Linked DNA regions of Macaca mulatta: region 1 is linked to region 2. Evidence: chromatin contacts called from public Hi-C data. All regions are on one chromosome and are shown on one strand. The core of a region is the stretch at or near the end of the contact, and the rest is flanking DNA. Distances in the headings are between cores, read along the strand shown. Region 1 holds the start of ZBTB14 (zinc finger and BTB domain containing 14). Region 2 has its middle 51 kb from the start of ZBTB14.

Region 1 (5,006 bases), core at 4-2,503, 52 kb after region 2:
CGCAAAGCCAAAAACTTACATAAGCAGCTGCAGCCGCCTCCCCTGCCCCGGACAGCCCGACAATGGCGGCTGCACGACTTCCTTGTTGCAAGCTTGCAACTTCGGAGTGGGGAGGAAGCAGGGAGCTAAGAGCAGACCCAAGGAGCCCTCAAGGCGTATCGAGTCCTCGCTCTCAATTTCTTTGAGGCTGGGAGGTGGGGAGTGGATGAGGCCGTGCGCACTCCTTCCCAGACAAAAGCTCCCAGCCTGGGAGCCAGGTGGTGAAAGGGCCACTTTCCCTTTCATAATCAGACATCCAGCGCAGACTGGGGACCGCGGCTCGGAGCGCGCAAGGAGGGACTGCGGCCCGCGGCGGCCCCGGCGGCGCGACGAGCGGGAGCGGGCGTGCGGCCGGCTCCGCAGCCTCGCGCCGCGCCGCGCCGCGCCCCGCTCCGCCCGCGAGCCCGGAGCTCGCGCCCCGCGCACTCCCCGGCCAGCTCGCGCCGGGCCCTCCCCCGCCCTCCCGCGGCCGGGGGCGGGGGCGGCGCGCGGCCGGCTAACCTAGGCTCCGCGGGCGCACCCGGGAGTGCGTGCGCTGGGGTCCCGGCCCCCTCCTCTGCCGGCGGCTGGGGGCGGCGCGGTGGGGCCCGCGGCTCCGAGGGGCGGCGCCCGGCGGGCCGCGCTCCGCGCCAGGTTCGGGCCGTCCCCACCCCCACCGCGGTGCACTGCGGCGGTGCGAGCGGGGGCGGCCATGAACTCGGCCGCCGAGGCTCTGCGAGCGCGCGCGCGGGGCCGCCGCCGCCTAGCCGCTCCCCGAGCCCGCTCGCCGGCCCGCGCGGCCCCCAGGGCGCCCCGGCCCCACGCCCAGCCCCGGCCCACGCCCGTCCCCGCTCGCACCGCGCCGCGCCGCTGGCGGCCGCCGCACATCCTGGAGCTGGCTGGTGCCCCAGAGCTCGGCGAGAACGCGCGTCTTCCGGGCCGCCCCGCCAGCCGCCGGCCGCCCCCGCGCCCGCCTCGCGGACGGCCCCAGCCCCTTCCGCACCCTGGCCCGCGCTTACCTGCAGCCTGGCACAGCCACAGACACTGCCGTGGGTTCCCCGCGCTCGCTAGCAAACACAGGCCGGGACGGGATGGGCTCGGGGCGCGGGGGCACGGTGGGTGGCAGTGTGTTTTGGATTTTTTTTGGAGTTTGGGGAGGGGGCGGGGTGGGGGAAATCGTGCACGTCCCTGATGGTAGCAGCCCTCCTCCTGCACGAGCACAGAATGTCTAGCCGGCCGTGAACACCCCCACCGCCCCCCCCCTTCCCGTGCATGCGCGGTGCGGGCTGGGGGGAAGGCGCGCCGCCGGCTTGCGCAGGCACGGAACCCGACCGGGTCTCTAAGTGGGCGAGCAGAGAAAGGGTTAATCCGGGCCCTTGCCGACGCTTTCGTTGTAGACTACGGGGCCGCCCCCGGAGGGCCCTGGCCTGCGCACGCGCGCGCACGCGCGCGGTTTAGGGCGCGCGGAGCCCGCGCGCGGGAGAAGGAATGGGCGGGGCAAGGGCGGGGCTTAAGGAGCCGGGGAACTTAAGCACGAGCGCCGCTCGCGGGCACCCGCCCCTCCTCGAGCTCCCTCCAGCACTGACTCTTGGGCTCCCGCCCGCGCCCGGCGCCGGGGACGCGGGAGCCGGCGCTCCCGTGCGTGTGCATGTGCGTGGGCCAGAGCTGCCCCAGGGTGCGCGCAGGCTGGGCGCTGAGGCTGCGGGTCTCTGCTGCGGCTCGGAGCCGGCGCCCCGGCCACCTTCGCCCACCGCTCACACCGGCCGACACCGGGAGGCGCGCCCGCGGGCCTGCGGTCTTGCCTCTTGCCGCCGGCACATTGAGTTTGTAAGGGAGTGGACGGTGCACGATAAACATTTGCAGAACAAATGGAAAAAGTGACGTCTTCAATTTGTAGTGTAAAGCGCAACCCCAGTTGCCCAGCAGAAAGGGATCACCCATAGGGCTCTGGAGCTAGTAGGTCCGCGCCCAGACACTCCCAAGGAAAAGTCCCGGGGGCTGGAAGAGGCGACCCGTCTGTGGCAGTCGAGACCCTGGACTCCATTCAGAGAGCTCTGGTAACTCGGCTCTGCCCTTACATCCCTGCGCAGCGCTAGTAATGGCTCTGTTGCTGTTGAACCACGTCGCCTTCCCTCTGACGCGGCGGCTGTGCCTGTGCCTGGCGTCGGGAGCTGGGAAGTCCCTCCCGCTCCCGCGTTTTCTACTCACCGAGATACAGGAGGCCGGACAGCAATGCCGCGCCGCCTTAGCGTCGCTCCTGTTGCTTTACCTCACACGCGAACAGCGTTTCCCTGAAACGCGAAATTTAATATCTAAAAATTAGAGCAGAAGCTTCCTCCTAGGCTTATGTGAAGATGACATAAGATAATGCTTGCAACAGGCACCTAAGTAAACATTTGGGAAATAATATGATGATTGGCTGTATTAATTTTCTAAAGGAAGTTCTACATGGCCTCAGTTGATTTTGTAATATTAATCGACTTAGGTTTAACGTTCCCCAAGGTGAGTTTATACACATCTTTTCTGATGTTCACAAAGGCACCCAAGTTATGGCTTATATGGACGAAATAGGATGGAAGAGACCGGTTGTAGAGTCAGACATATCCAGTTCAAATATTGGGTAAATGGTTTACCTTCTCTAAACCTCAGCTGAAGCAGAGCTATGGAAAGCACCTAATAAGGCAGTTGTAAGGATTAAGTGAAATAATGCCCAGCTGAGTGCTTAGCTCAGGTATTAGCTCCATGATGGAAAATGACCTGCACCCACAGATAGTGGGTTCCAGTGGCCTGGAGAGGACGAGAACGAAGTCTTCTGCCGCCAAGGTTCACACTCATCAGACATGATACTGTGTACTCGCTTGCTTTATTCTTGTTTGCATAGCTCATGAAGTTGCATTTCAATCCTGTGTATGTTGTGTGTTTATGGGGGATAATAATAGTACTCTGCCATAGGGTTGCGTCACCAAGCGGTAAAGCAGCCACTGCAGTTAGCACAGTGTGTGGACATGGCCAGTACTCAGTCATGGCGCATCTGTTGCTGGCACTCCCCCTTCTCCCATACCACATATGGGGTTTCCCACTCATTCTGCGTGTATTTTTGGTCTGCCTACTGTGTAAAGACAATCTTTTCGCATATGGCTAGGAAAAGACTTCCCACGTTTCAACTAACCCGATAACATAATTCACAAGAGTTCTAAAGCACTAGAATGTATTTCTCAAGTGACGGTTCCTGACATCCTGGTTTTGTATCAGTGAATCCTCTTCTCTCATTTGTTTTATGTTCATGTCCCCTGGGCTCTGCCTGACTGTCCCTTGCTAGTTCACAGGGGTTATGGGGATGTCTAAAAGGGACAACTATGTAGGAAGGAGGAGGGATGGGAAACCACAAAGGAACGGTCTGACTCAGGCATGGTTTCTTGCCTGCGTTGCCACCCAAAAGTGCACCTCCCAGCACCCAAGAGGCTTTCAATAAATATCAGCTGACAGTAAGTGACAACCTTGAATTTGATACTAAGGGGCTTTGTAAAAGTACACTGTGGAGTCAACGTGGGGGCAGGGCTTTCCTGAAATGCACTGACCCAAGGTCCTTGACAAAGTTTTCCTCCTTTTCCGACAACTGTGCTGGGTGACATTTGGAGCATGTCGTTCCTCACCTGGGACACCGATGGCCTCCTGAGTGGAACCTGTTTCTAAGAATTGTGAGGCCCAGGCCATAGTGCCCGCAGTGTGCAGTCCCGGGTGCCAGGGTGTGATGTGGTTACAGAGCAGCCTGGTAAGGGACCATTTGGAAACATTATGTCTCACAGGCAGGGGAGGTTGATTTCTCCCTTATGTTGACCTTGGGCCCTCTGGCTGGTTTGGGAACAGCAGGATACCAGCAGATGAGAGTGGGCCGGGTCTGAGTAGAGGCTTTGAGAGCAGACTTTGTTCTCCACCTCTTCCTCTGCTGTGATGTCCAGCATAACATGAACATGCGTAGGCCACAACCTCCTCTTCACCTTTTGAATGACAAACAGACCTGAGAATGAAACCAACCCAAAACCTGAGCCTAGCCAAGCCTAGGCAGAAGACAGCTCACCCACAGACCCATGAGTGACAAGTCAATGTTTGTTTTATAAGCCACTGGAAGGCTGGGTTTTATGCTTTGTTACTGAGCAAAATCTAATACATCTGTGCAAGAAAAAGTGTCCCACCCAATGCCATAACCACCCTCCCCTGGTGACTCTGAGAATACTGGATACAGTAAATGAACAAAAACCAGATCCAATCCGTGTCATCATGGAGATACTGATGTGCACATTCAACAAATGATCACATTGTTACACAATTGCATATTGCAATAAGTGCTTTTAAAGAAAGTTTAAAAGCACAGATGAAAAAGAGGAACAGGAGGAATTAATTTTGCCTGGGAAATCAGTGAAAGCTTCTCCGAAGGCATACATTTAAGACCTGAAAGATGAGGGAGAGATATGCAAAGAGGGGGAAGAAATAGCATTTCAAGACAGAGACAGGAGCAGAGTGAATGAAAGGGTGGAAAGAGCTTGGAGTACCCCAGGCTCTGCAAAAGTGGACTTGAGATGTGTTTGTGAGAACAACAGCATCCAACACCTGTAGGGCCTTGTGGTTTATAGGAAGGGGTCTGCACAATGAGAGCCCGGAAAGCTTGGGCCATTTAGGTGGAGGGGTTGAATCAAAGGAAGGTCCTGAACATCTGTCAGGGCAAGGAGCATCAGGACAAACTTGTCTTGTGCTTGTGGAGCATTGCTGCATGAGGATGGAGCTGGCCATGTGGAGGATCATTCTCCTATGGATCTGAACTGGTGGGGCATCTGGTCGACTCTGGGCACCAGACACTGCTGTTTCTTCTCCCTCTGGAACCTGGTCGTTTAGATTTCCTCATAGCCTTTTGGGTTAACATCAGAGGAAACTGGGTGAAGAGTTTCTGGAAACACTCTGTGTTATCTTGACAACTCTTCCGCAAATCCAAT
Region 2 (4,842 bases), core at 249-2,748:
TTTCTGGATTTAATGTCTTGTTTCTATAATTATAAAATGAATACAGTCACTTCAAAAACCTAGAAATGTGTAAAGGTAAAATTTTCCACAATCCCCCATCCAAAGATAACTACTTTTTTGCGTATGACTTTGTTCTTTTTCAAAATACACGTTTTAAATAATTGATACCAAAATGCATCTTGTTTATTGGGCTTTTGAAACTGTTATAACACAATTTATAACATTGGAAATACATTATTAATATAAAGTTGTTTCCATAGTAAAATAACAAATTAATTAAGTCAGAATGAAACGTACCATATACACGTAAACGACAAATGAAAACTTCTGTCAAAGTATCCTTATCTCTAAAAAGCCACAAATTACATTCTTTGAAGTAAATGTTGGGTTTTATTTCCTAAACTGTACACATCAATGTCACCTCCTTAAGCTTCTTACCCAGTTTCATCATGGGTATTTCTGACATGCAATGATCCATGCTGTCAACCTCTGAATGCCTTGTTTGGATACAGGCAGACAAAGACTTGGAGACCCAGAAGCCTGAAAGTGGTTCTTGACAGACTTTGTCCACTCAAATTAAGGTATCATGCAGTTGGTCATCACTCACATTGCTGGTTGCACGCAGGCACACACACACCAATGCTCACAGCCAGCACCTGTAAGAGTGGCTGAGCTGGACCAAATGGTATGCGTGCCTTTCATCAATATAAACATGGACTGCATTCATCTGGACACGGGACTTTCCCACCTACCGAGCCTGCCCACCACCCGAAGTTTAAGCTCATCTTGGAAGACCTGACACTCAGCAAGCTGTCTCCCATTGTTCCACCGGCTTGCTGGCCCCAGTGTCTGTATAAGCTGCTGATTTGCCTTCGGAAAACAAACCAGCATCGATTTCAGACAAATTACTGGAAAATCTGCGCCGTGAGGCGCCTAGCTCGCAAGGGGGCACTCCGCAAATGACAGCCGCTCCCGTGCACTGGTCCAGCCATTCGGTTGGCATCCTGTCCGGGTGGAAGGCGGCCAAAATAATCCATTTGGAAGGCACGGAGGGCTTCGTTAGAAATTGCCTTCTTGTAGCTATGAGACCTTGGGCAAAACAGATAAGAACTGGGGCTATGGAAACATACGACTAGGAGGTATTTTGGGGAAGAGAGCGGGGCCTAGCGGGGAGAAAGCCAACTTCACGCACAGCGCAGGGGAACGCTTTGCCTTTAACCACCTGCGGGCCCGCCCCGCGGAGGGAGCCCTCCGGAAGTGAGCGCACGCAACCGCAAAGGCAGATTCCTACGCCGAGCGCGGCCCTCTCTCTTCCGGCTTTGCCTTCGCTCCCTAGCTTTTTTCCTTTCACTCCCGCTCGCCGACTCCAGCCCGCTGGGCTCTCGCTCTCCTGGCCACTAATCCAATCCCGGCACACCCGCCCGACGGCGCTCGAAGCTAGGCCTGGCCTTGTCCGCAGAGTCGGTCCCTCGCCGCCACCGGGATCCGCCCCCGCGCTGACAGGCACTTCCGGCAACACCGCGGCCGGGGAGCGAGGCCTGCGGTGCGGTGCGGTGCGGTGCGGTGCGGTGCGGGGCGGGATGGACGCGTTGGCTGTCATGATGCGGGACCTGCTGACCCAGAACCGTGCCCAGCGCAGGGAGAACAACGAGCTCGCGGACCGGGTCCGGCGGCTGCTGTGCGAGAAAGCCTACCTGCTGGGCCGGGGACGTTCGCCGGCCCACCTGGGGGCTTTCCCGAGACGTTTAACGGCGACTCTGCCCTGCCTCCCAACTTTTTGATGCAGGCGTTCTCTTACATGACTTTCTTCGAGGCTAGACATCCTGAAGGCGGCTTTGTTAATTGGCTGCCTCACCGGCTGGCGGAGCAGTGGGTAGTCCCGTACATCGAGAGGGAGAGCCCCCTCCTGGCTCAGTACGAGGGCTTCGGGGACGCGCTGTAGCGGGCCCTGGCCGTTATAGGTAGGAAAGAGTCGGGCTGGATCCCCAGGGTCCGGGGAGAGGCCACGGCCCGGGCCCGCGCGAGCCACTTCACTCCCACAAGTCCAGCTCACCAGTTCCAAGCTGCTGGACTCTGACCCTCGCTGGGAAGCTTGATCGCCGCCTGTTCTCGCCAGTCTCTATGCCTTTGCACTGCCCAGCAACCCGGCCACTGCCCAGGACCTGTTAAAAATGGAATGGACCTCCCAGAATCACGCTCCTGCCACCGCCGTTTCTAGAGACGGCTTTTGACCACCTTTGAGAATCAGGGTCAAACTTGGAAGGGCTTGCATTTGGCACAGCTGGGACACTGATTTGGATAGTTTAGGCCCAGAGACAGCTTCTGGGTTAGTGTTCCAGAGAACACTGATGAAAAATTGTGACATTTTCCTTCCCCAAAACTACTACGTTTTATACATTTCACATCTCTCCTGAAATCACAGCAGTGTCAGTTTGCGCCTTTTGGTCTGAGGAACCCAGGCCCTAGCCACTACCAGGAAAAAGTACTTTTAAAACTTGAATCTGTATCTTTACCATATGCCCAATACAGTAGTCCTTGGAAGAAACAGATTAAGAGAAATATGTATGTCTTCAAGAACACTTACGTTCTGAGAAAGAATTCTGAATACAGATTCTAATGTAAAATGCTTTAGAGTGTAAAGAATGCATGTATGATTCTTACGGCATTTTAAACTTTCCACCCCACAGTTTTAAAGTATTAATATATGTTAATATATGCAATTTAGAAAGGAGACAGAAAGCCCAGCTTGAGCAGTTTTGATGTTCGCTGCCAAAGTTGGTATATTTAAAATTAAACATAGCTAATGGCAAAAAATAATGGGAATGGTGCAGTCTTTGAGCTATGTCTAGTTGGCATTATTCTCTTGTACTAAAAGGAATAGTATTAACTTCCTCGCTTTGGGTAAGCCACTTTACATTTTTGGGCTGCAGTTTTCTCGTAATTAGAGACATTATATTACTAAAGTTTGGTTCACAATTCTTTGAGTCTCTCATGGGAACAAAGAAGGTAAGAAGAGGATATGTGCCCTCCTCTCAAGGGGTTTCTTGAAACCCTCGAAAGAGAAAAATCTGAAACCTCCTTTCCTAAAATGTTCATGGGTTTGTCATTCTGATGATCGATATCGACCCACTGAAATATCTTCTTGAATTCCTAGTTAGAAATCTTTATGTTAAGATAAACTGATCACTCTTCCCTTCGTGGACAGTTTATCTACCTAAAGACGATGGGGAAAAACACTTTTTCAAAGACGAAATAAAGACATGTTGTAGCAGTTATGGTATTGCCAGTTAGTATTACAAAAGTTCCTGAGGAACTCCCCATTAACTTGACCTTATATGGACAACACTTGAGTCCTGTTTTTAAATTAAGTCTTGATCCTATTTGCTGACAGTTTCAAAGCAGCGTTTTTTTTTTTTTCCCATAGTAAAAAACCTACAGGATACCACCACCAAAAAAAAAAAAAAAAAAAAAAAATTTCAATAAACCTCACAAGAGCATACATTTGGTAGAATACAAGGATTTTCTAATGAAAGATCTTCACCATTTTATAAGTAAGAACATGAAAGTCAGTATCTCATAGAGATGTCTTTTGTTTGTTTTTTTGAGAAGGTACACAAGGCTTGCTTATAGATACGGAGTTACATGGAGGGACAGAAGGTCACTGGTCAGTGATTTTAGGTTTTTATACTTCTGAAAACAGGTAATTACAGATTTTGATCAGTTTATCATTTCCTTTAGTCTTTTATTTTCTGCTGAATGCTCTCAAGGGAATGGATCCATACCTGTTTATATTTTAATGTGTGGGCTTTTAATGCTTGGTATCTCTGGTCTTCCTTTTTAATTCTTAATATGTAATGCTCAGCATAATAATTTTAGCCATTATTCATTTTTGCAGTAGCCTTCACTACCTTCCTGCTTCTCAAATCCCTTGAAAAGATGAGATTTTTTTTTTCATGGAGTTCATGTCTAGTAAGTTGATCGTGATTTTTTTTTTTTTTCAAAACCTTCTGGATTTCAGCTTTGGCAAGCTTCCTCTGTTTCTGAGCCACCTCCATCACCTGGGGTACAGTCCCATTCATGATTTTCCCCATCTCCAGGCATTTTTCATGGAAAGCTCCCCATGCTTTTTAATTCCAGATTATCCATTTGTGTGACTTTAACCTCCACATCCAGGTCTTTCTGGCCAAACTGCAGCATATCCACAATGGGGCCAATGGACACATGAGGGAGGTCCTATCACAGGAACACCCGGAGTCGCTTGAAATCAGATTCCACCAGCTTTGCTTCAAGCCAGCTTCCTAAGGAAGGCGTGGTAGCATCACAAATGCTGTTTGTCTCAGTTGCCTGAGAAATCAATTTCTTAGAGCTGTCATTCAAGAGTGGGTCACATTTGAGATATAAAAACCTTTCTCAAGGTAGACCCTTTGGCCTCTATGTCTAGTATGTCAGCTGGGCCTCTGAAGCTCTCCTCTTTGAGGTCCTGGCAGGCTCTGGCCCCTATTGAGAAGGGGAAGCAGTCATGTGAACTCATGCGCTGGAAGAATCCACTGTACCCCTTCCCTGGCTGCTCTCAGCTTCTCTGCTGCAATTTTTGTCTTTAAACATATCTTCAGGTGATTCCAGTTTGCATACATAATTGAGAAATACAAGATTTGGTCCCCAGTAGAGAGCCAGATGAACTTAAGGAGTCCATCTAAGAAAACTGCACAATTATCTAGTTTCACTTGGGTTTGGCTTTTATGGCTTTACTTGATTTAGTAATCAAATGATTTTCTAATGATTTTGATCAGGTGACTCTTTGTAAATTAGGGAATGAACTCTAGAGCCAAATTAGCACAGTTT

What was found. Hi-C and Micro-C count contacts between places; a contact is called where the count stands out from the background.
Region 1: a Hi-C map of liver shows a contact between it and region 2, with 2.6 times the contacts expected there. The contact joins the promoter of ZBTB14 here to the enhancer-like site in region 2. A contact is called at or near these places in 4 of 14 Hi-C or Micro-C datasets (CD4 T cells, cortical neurons, fetal cortex germinal zone and 1 more).

The regions. Positions count from the first base shown.
Region 1 is chr18:76,410,734-76,415,739 of T2T-MMU8v2.0, forward strand. ZBTB14 (zinc finger and BTB domain containing 14) reads right to left here and starts at 1,254. Exons shown (of 3, transcript NM_001265870.1): 1 at 1,038-1,254.
Region 2 is chr18:76,358,588-76,363,429 of T2T-MMU8v2.0, forward strand. No RefSeq gene overlaps it. Among named protein-coding and RNA genes, the nearest start is that of ZBTB14, 51 kb to the right of the region's middle. Within about 2 kb of position 1,499, at least 25 of the 40 cell types and tissues checked have an H3K27ac peak or open chromatin away from gene starts, as enhancers often do. A contact at or near this core is called in liver, where this site is marked.